Linked DNA regions of Mus musculus: region 2 is linked to region 1. The links are chromatin contacts, called in public ChIA-PET maps. All regions are on one chromosome and are shown on one strand. Each heading gives the region's core, a stretch centred on a gene start, on an enhancer-like site or on the middle of the called end of the contact. The rest is flanking DNA. Distances are from core to core; before and after follow the strand shown. Region 1 overlaps Ccdc148 (coiled-coil domain containing 148). Region 2 overlaps Pkp4 (plakophilin 4).

Region 1 (3,314 bases), core at 158-2,657:
GCTAGCTGGAATAAGAGTAAGCCAGCTCTGAGGGCCACAAGGAAAAGTGCCCTAGAAAAGTCACAACCAACAATTAGTACTCTTCACTGTTGTTTTCTAGAATATGTCAAATGGCTAAAGAAAATGGTTTATATGTGTGTCTGTGTGTCTGTGTGTGTGTGTGTGTGTGTGTGCGTGCTTGTGTGTGGGTGAGTGTGAGCGTGCACACATTCACTTGTGGAGGCTTGAGGTCAACCTCAGATGTTACTCCTTGGGTGACAACCACAGGAGTCTCTGTGTTTGGTTTGCATGTAAGTATTCAGGTGTGTGTTCATGTTTGTGTGATGTTATTTATATTAGGTTTCTTCTTTTTGTTATTTATTTATTACGTATTTTCCTCAATTACATTTCCAATGCTATCCCAAAAGTCCCCCATACCCCCCCCCCCACTTCCCTACCCACCCATTCCCATTTTTTTTGGCCCTGGCATTCCCCTGTACTGGGGCATATAAAGTTTGCGTGTCCAATGGGCCTCTCTTTCCAGTGATGGCCGACTAGGCCATCTTTTGATACATATGTAGCTAGAGTCAAGAGCTCCGGTATACCGGTTAGTTCATAATGTTGTTCCATCTATAGGGTTGCAGGTCCCTTTAGCTCCTTGGGTACTTTCTCTAGCTCCTCCATTGGGAGCCCCGTGATCCATCCAATAGCTGACTGTGAGCATCCACTTCTGTGTTTGCTAGGCCCTGGCATAGTCTCTCAGGAGACAGCTATATCTGGGTCCTTTCAGCAAAATCTTGCTAGTGTATACAATGGTGTCAGCATTTGGAAGTTGATTTTAGGTTTCTTCTTTTATTTCTCTCTTATTTTTGGAGACAACGTCTCTCACTGAATCCAGAGGTCACCAATTACTCTAGACCCAGCAAGGATCCTCCTGTCCCTCCCACACACATCCTAGCACTAGGATTATGGGTGCAAATGCATGCCGCCATGATGCTCAGCTTTTTTTTTTTTTTTTTTTTTTTTTTTTTTGCATGAGTTCAAGGAAATCAAAACCCAGAGCCTCTTGTTCGCAAAGCAACCACTTTACCAAATCAGCTATCTTCCCAACCACCCCAAAGTCTGACAGTAAACATTTTATAATATTCTTACAATAGAAATTTTAAAAGGCTGCTTTTACAAAAAGAAAAAAGAAAAAAAAACAGAGAGAAACAAAAAAGAGGAAATCAGACATCAGCCTTCCCGGGAGGTGTTTATGAAAGTAAATTTTTATGCTTCTTTTTTGGCCTCAGATGTTAAAGCTGTTTGTTGAGCCTCTTCGCTGATCATTTCCCAGGCTGAAAGAAAACCAAGGTTGACTGCATTGCCGTGGGCAGCTGAATCACTCTAAAAAATCTCTAGTCCTTTTGATGTTTGCCGCCTGCAAAAGTTCTGAGAGTCGTGGGGAGGAAGAAAGGAAATGGAAAGAGGGTTTTAAAGCAGTGTTGAGAAGTCGGGCTTTAAGACTCTTGTTTACTTAAATCGCTTGCTGGAGGGAAAGGGCAGGAATGCACCTGCCAGCAGCTGAGAATCCAGCTTCTGCCTCTGCCTCCGAGTGCATCTGCGTCGTCTACCTGGGGAGAAGGTGCCCACTACAGCCCATTAAGTTAAAGGAAATAAACCCTGGCTGGGGACGGGAATTTTATAGCATACTGGCATATCTTATTAGCCTGGTTTGTGTAAGCTCTGTACTTTAAAGGGCATATCTTTTGTGTATATTTTTCCTTACACCACTATTAATCGCCTTAAAGAATTTTTAAAAACTCAAGTGCATATCAATCATGAAGCTAAACTAAGTCTACCTACAACCCATTCATGAGTTCAAGGCACTGTACCAATTTCCTCATGGTATCAGGGCAGATGTCTTTCCTTGGTCACACGTGGCAAGTGCCAGCCCCTGGGTGGGCTTTTAGACAGATGCTCTGCTACAGTAGCATGCTTGTGGCTGCGACCAAACAGCTTTCACGAAAAAACTTCAGGGAAGAAGGATTTATCTGGGTTACAGCTCAGGGCGGTTTGGTTGCTCATACAGGATAGGCAGAGTAGCAGTGTTGGCTCTTGATTGTGGCAGTGGGAGAGCGAGGCTGCTTGTTCACATCTGAGTGAGTCGGGAAGCGGAGAGAAGGGAATCCTAGCCCTTAGTTCATTCTCCCCTTTGTCCCATGGTATTCAGCCAGGGACTCCAGTCACTGGGATTATGTCACCCCTAATTTGGAAGGATTCTTCCTCCTCAGTTAATCTTCTCGAGAAATATGTTCACATGCATACCCAGAGGCACACCTCGCTAGTACCACAGTCATTTCATAATTTAGTTGAGTTGGGGACTCCAAAAAAAAAAAAAAAAAAAAAAAGTAACCATCCCTCAGGGGTTTTTATGTGCGTTACAGAAAGACAATTGTTGTATATTGGTATACATCGGGATTTCACATGCAAGTATGCAGTAAGTGGATTTCTGTTGCTAGTGAGGTATAGGGACCTGCCTGGGTGGTCTCTTGGCTTTCAGTTCATAATAGGAAAAAATGGTAGTGTCATGGACCCACCCTACTCCTCTCTAGTCCCAGATTTAGTAAATCTGGCAGGTCTGACTTTTAACTTTTCTCATCGTTCACAGAAATCAGATGTGAGGTTTGTTCTCCTTTATTCCCTCATTCTTCCAACTCTTTGTTTTTTGTTTGTTTGTTTGTTTGTTTGTTTGTTTGTTTTGAGGCAGGGTTTCTCTGTATAGCTCTGGCTGTCCTGGAACTCACTCTGTGGACCAGGCTGGCCTTGAGCTCAGAAATCCACCTGCCTCTGACTCCCAAGTGCTGGGATTAAAGGCGTGCACCACCACTGCCTGGCTCTTCCAACTCTTTGAATGGTTAAATATCTCACAAAACCATTCTAGTTTTATAGGTATAATGAGGGGTATATGTTTAATACGATGATAATTTTTTTATCAGTTCCTGTTTGCTGGGGTAGTTGGTGGGATTGCTTTCTATCTTATTCACCATTCATTCTGCCTCTCGTTCAGGGTGTTTATCTTTTATGTCTTACGGACTTTGCTAGCTGCAGGAGGCACTGAGTCACAGCTACTGTATGAAGGAAATGTAATATAGTAATGGAGAAAGACATATAAAACTACAGTGTGTTCCAAAAAGTGGATACATGTCTGTGCCTGTTAGCTTGCTAGAGAACTCCTGCTTGTTTATAAAAGGCAAGTAACAGTCCCTAAACTGGATTCTATTGACAACTTTTCTGTTAACAAATAAATTTGGACAATGAGCTCATTAAAACTTCCTTTTGAACATTTCTTGTAT
Region 2 (3,251 bases), core at 337-2,836, 360 kb before region 1:
GCGTAGGTTAGTGGTCTTGGAGTGTATAAGAAAGCAGGCTGAGTAAACCTTGAGGAGCAAGCCAGTGAGTTCTTCTCCATGGCCTCTGCTTTAGTTCCTGGTTAGCGTTACCTCCCTGATTTCTTCTGATGACGGAGTATAAAGTGAAAATCCTAAGCTGAAATAAACACTTTCCTCCTCAACTTGTTTTTGGTCATGGTGTTTATCTCAGAATAGAAAGCAAATTAAGACAGTGCATTAATAGTGGTACAGAAGTTACAGGGTTTTTAGATTGATAGTGAAGGTCCCTGCCAACAGAATGAAGTATGAATTTGTGTTTTGGCTGTAAGATGGGTCCTAATATGGTTTTGAAAGCTTGGTTTTTAAGCATAGGAATGAATGATTTTTAAGAAAAAGAACGCAGTCTGATCCAGGCTGGTTCAAGTTTTAATTCTTTTTTCATGCACATTCATGTGGCTTTAGGCTGGGTACACAACATCCATTAGCATGGGTTTGAGCAGACCAACTCCCCACCTGGGATACATTACAACCTGCTTAAACACGTTCAGTGTGAGGCAGATGGTAATCTGAAAGGCACTTCAGTACATGCACAGGGAGAAGAAAAGGAAGGGTGACACATTTGAACTGGAGAATCATCAAACAGTAATTACACATACATTTAATGTCTCTTTTAATAAATACTGATTTAAGTAATGATGCTTTTAATAATTTACAGCTTTTAAAGTAGCTCTTGGGAGTATAACTAAAAGAAAGAGAGAGGAAGAGGGAGAGGGAGAGGGAGAGGGAGAGGGAGAGGGAGAGGGAGAGGGAGAGAGAGAGAGAGAGAGAGAGAGAGAGAGAGAGAGAGAGAGAGAAAGGAAGAGTACACTGTAACCATGACAGCACCTTCGCTTCCTGTGCTGTCTCCAGCAAGCTGAGCTGGGGGAGGCACAACACTGGTCTCTACCACTTGGTTTTAGTCTGCATGCTTAATGGCAGCATTCAAGGAGCCAAGTGCAGGCTCACATTTAACACTTCCAAACAACTTTTTGAAAAAAGTACAAGAGAAAAAGTATCAGCCTTTTAGACAGAACTTCTGTGACTTTGATGCTCATAGGTAGAGCAAGCACCAGGTTTAAAAGCAATCATTTCCCAGTGACACGCTGTGAGGTCATGAGGGCAGGGGCTACTTTTCTCAGTACCTGGGAGAGAGACTACAGCAGAGGAAGTGTTTAGTAAGCACGTGTCTGTCTGTTCTGCTGGGACAGGGAAAGAATGACAACACATTTATGTCTGCATGAAAATGCCAGAGCGTGTGAAGTGTCATGACAGTAAGGTGATGAAGAGTCCCTGGGCTAGTGGAGAGGAAAGCAATAGTGAGGAAAACACAATGATAAAAATGTACAGAACACAGGACAGCAGGAGGGGAGGAGACCAGTATGCCACGATGCAGAAAGGCCATCAGAAGTTGAAAGGTATTGGAAGAACGGAGGTGTGAGTGAGCCTCCCTGCTCTATGTGAATAGAGTCAGTCTAAATTTGGTGGAATAGGAAGGGGAGGAACCAGGAAGGCAGCTCTGGAGATGAGAAAATGAGGCAAGCGGGCAAAGAAAGACATGAGTCACTCACTCATGGGCAGCCAAGGATGAGAGTCTGAGTGCTGAGAGGAAGCTATAGATGTGTTCCGGTACTTGATGGACTGTGTCAGTGTGACCTTGAGGGAGGTAAGACCCACGAGAAGCTGGAAGAGTAAAAACCAAAGGGTGTCATCTTGGGAGGGGCAGGAGAAGAGCCTGGCAGGCCTGTGAGAATTAAAGCAGTGACTGGCTAAAAAGCAGGTTGGTGGGAGAGCCGAAGCCTGCCCCAGGATTGCTCTTGTGTCTTTCCTACACTGAGTCCCTGGGGACAGATGGTGGCTATAGCTCGTTCCTTGTCAAAGACCATGGAAGAAGAGCACAAATCGCGCACACTCTTTTCCTTACAGAAAGCATCCTGGCATCAGAGCAGACTGAGAAATAGAAAAATCAGTGAACATGAAGACAGTCTTGGCCATGTCAGTGAATGCCTTCTCCTCAGGAGCACACACACACACACACACACACACACACACACACACACACACTCTAAAACTAGAATAAAGGAATGGACAATGCCATCCCGACCAGAATCAGAAGTCAGCTGTTATCCATTGTGTATGGTTGGCATCAGAATTGGAGAATGGAGTGGTAAGTCTAACATACAAGAAAAAAATCTTGGGTTTCCATCCTATCTGGGGAAATAAGAGATCACAAGAAAGATCTTTATGCTTAAATGTCTTTTAACTTTTGCTTTCAGGAAATAACACATTTAATTAAATTTTATGAAAAGTATAATTTCAAAGCCAAAAACCACAATAATAGGGTTCTCTTTGTTTGTTTGTAAGACATGGTCTGACTTTGTAACCCTGGCTGTCCTGGAACTTGGTATGTAGACCACGCTGGTCCTAAACTCAGAGATCTGCCCGCCTCTGCCTCCCAAGTGCTGGCATTAAAGGCTTAGGCCACTCCGCCTCGGTAGAGCTCTGTATTTTATATATGAAGAAAGAAAACCAAGCACATTTGTACATTATCCTATTGAGTACATTTTAACGGAACGCTTGTCCTCATCAAATCACAGCAGCTGACATTCTAGCCTGTGCAACAGGCGTGGAACAGGACAAGCATAGCACTGTCTACAACCATGCACTGAGGACCAGAAACATCTTCTCTACACAATGTACACTAGACTGGTCTTTAAAACTAAGTGATAACTTAGGCCATTCTCTCACTGACTAGCTTTCTGTAGGACTATGCATGATTTCCTGAGATGTTTTTTCCTAAACATCCAAGATGTGACTGAGGGTGAGACAGACATTTTTATGCCAAAGCTTCTGGGAAAACAGGACGGAAAAACAAAAATGTCTTGTTTTGAAAGTATTTTTTCCAACTTGCTCCCCTCCACATCCCTCTTCCTCGCTCACATATAACCTGTTCCCTCCTGACAGAAGGAATTTCAGTCAGCTGATAGGCAGCTGACTGCATAAACTGACTTCATTTCTTCTGAAGGGCACAACACTGCTTTGAAGTTACAGCATTCAAATAAAATAGTGAATTCTAATTTAATGGAAAGTACCTTTTTAGTCACATACGACAACGTGCACTGAAACACAGAGTGGTGGGGAAGGAAGCACTGGCCACAGGGTCCCAGCAGATGGCCACCAGGATCTGAAAGCCTTCCTCAGCACACTCCCTGCTG

The links. ChIA-PET counts read pairs in DNA pulled down with a chosen protein or histone mark.
Region 2: a contact with region 1 is called in an RNA polymerase II ChIA-PET map of memory CD8 T cells, with 5 read pairs. The contact joins two enhancer-like sites. A contact is called at or near these places in 2 of 115 datasets of contacts at active chromatin or transcription factors (kidney and memory CD8 T cells).

What each region holds. Positions count from the first base shown.
Region 1 is chr2:58,842,839-58,846,152 of GRCm38.p6, reverse strand. All of the region lies in intron 12 of Ccdc148 (coiled-coil domain containing 148), which reads left to right. Among named protein-coding and RNA genes, the nearest start is that of Upp2, 89 kb to the right of the region's middle. Within about 2 kb of position 1,407, at least 24 of the 459 cell types and tissues checked have an H3K27ac peak or open chromatin away from gene starts, as enhancers often do. A contact at or near this core is called in memory CD8 T cells, where this site is marked.
Region 2 is chr2:59,201,491-59,204,741 of GRCm38.p6, reverse strand. The region is part of intron 1 of Pkp4 (plakophilin 4); the gene reads right to left. Among named protein-coding and RNA genes, the nearest start is that of Pkp4, 42 kb to the right of the region's middle. Within about 2 kb of position 1,586, at least 41 of the 459 cell types and tissues checked have an H3K27ac peak or open chromatin away from gene starts, as enhancers often do. A contact at or near this core is called in memory CD8 T cells, where this site is marked.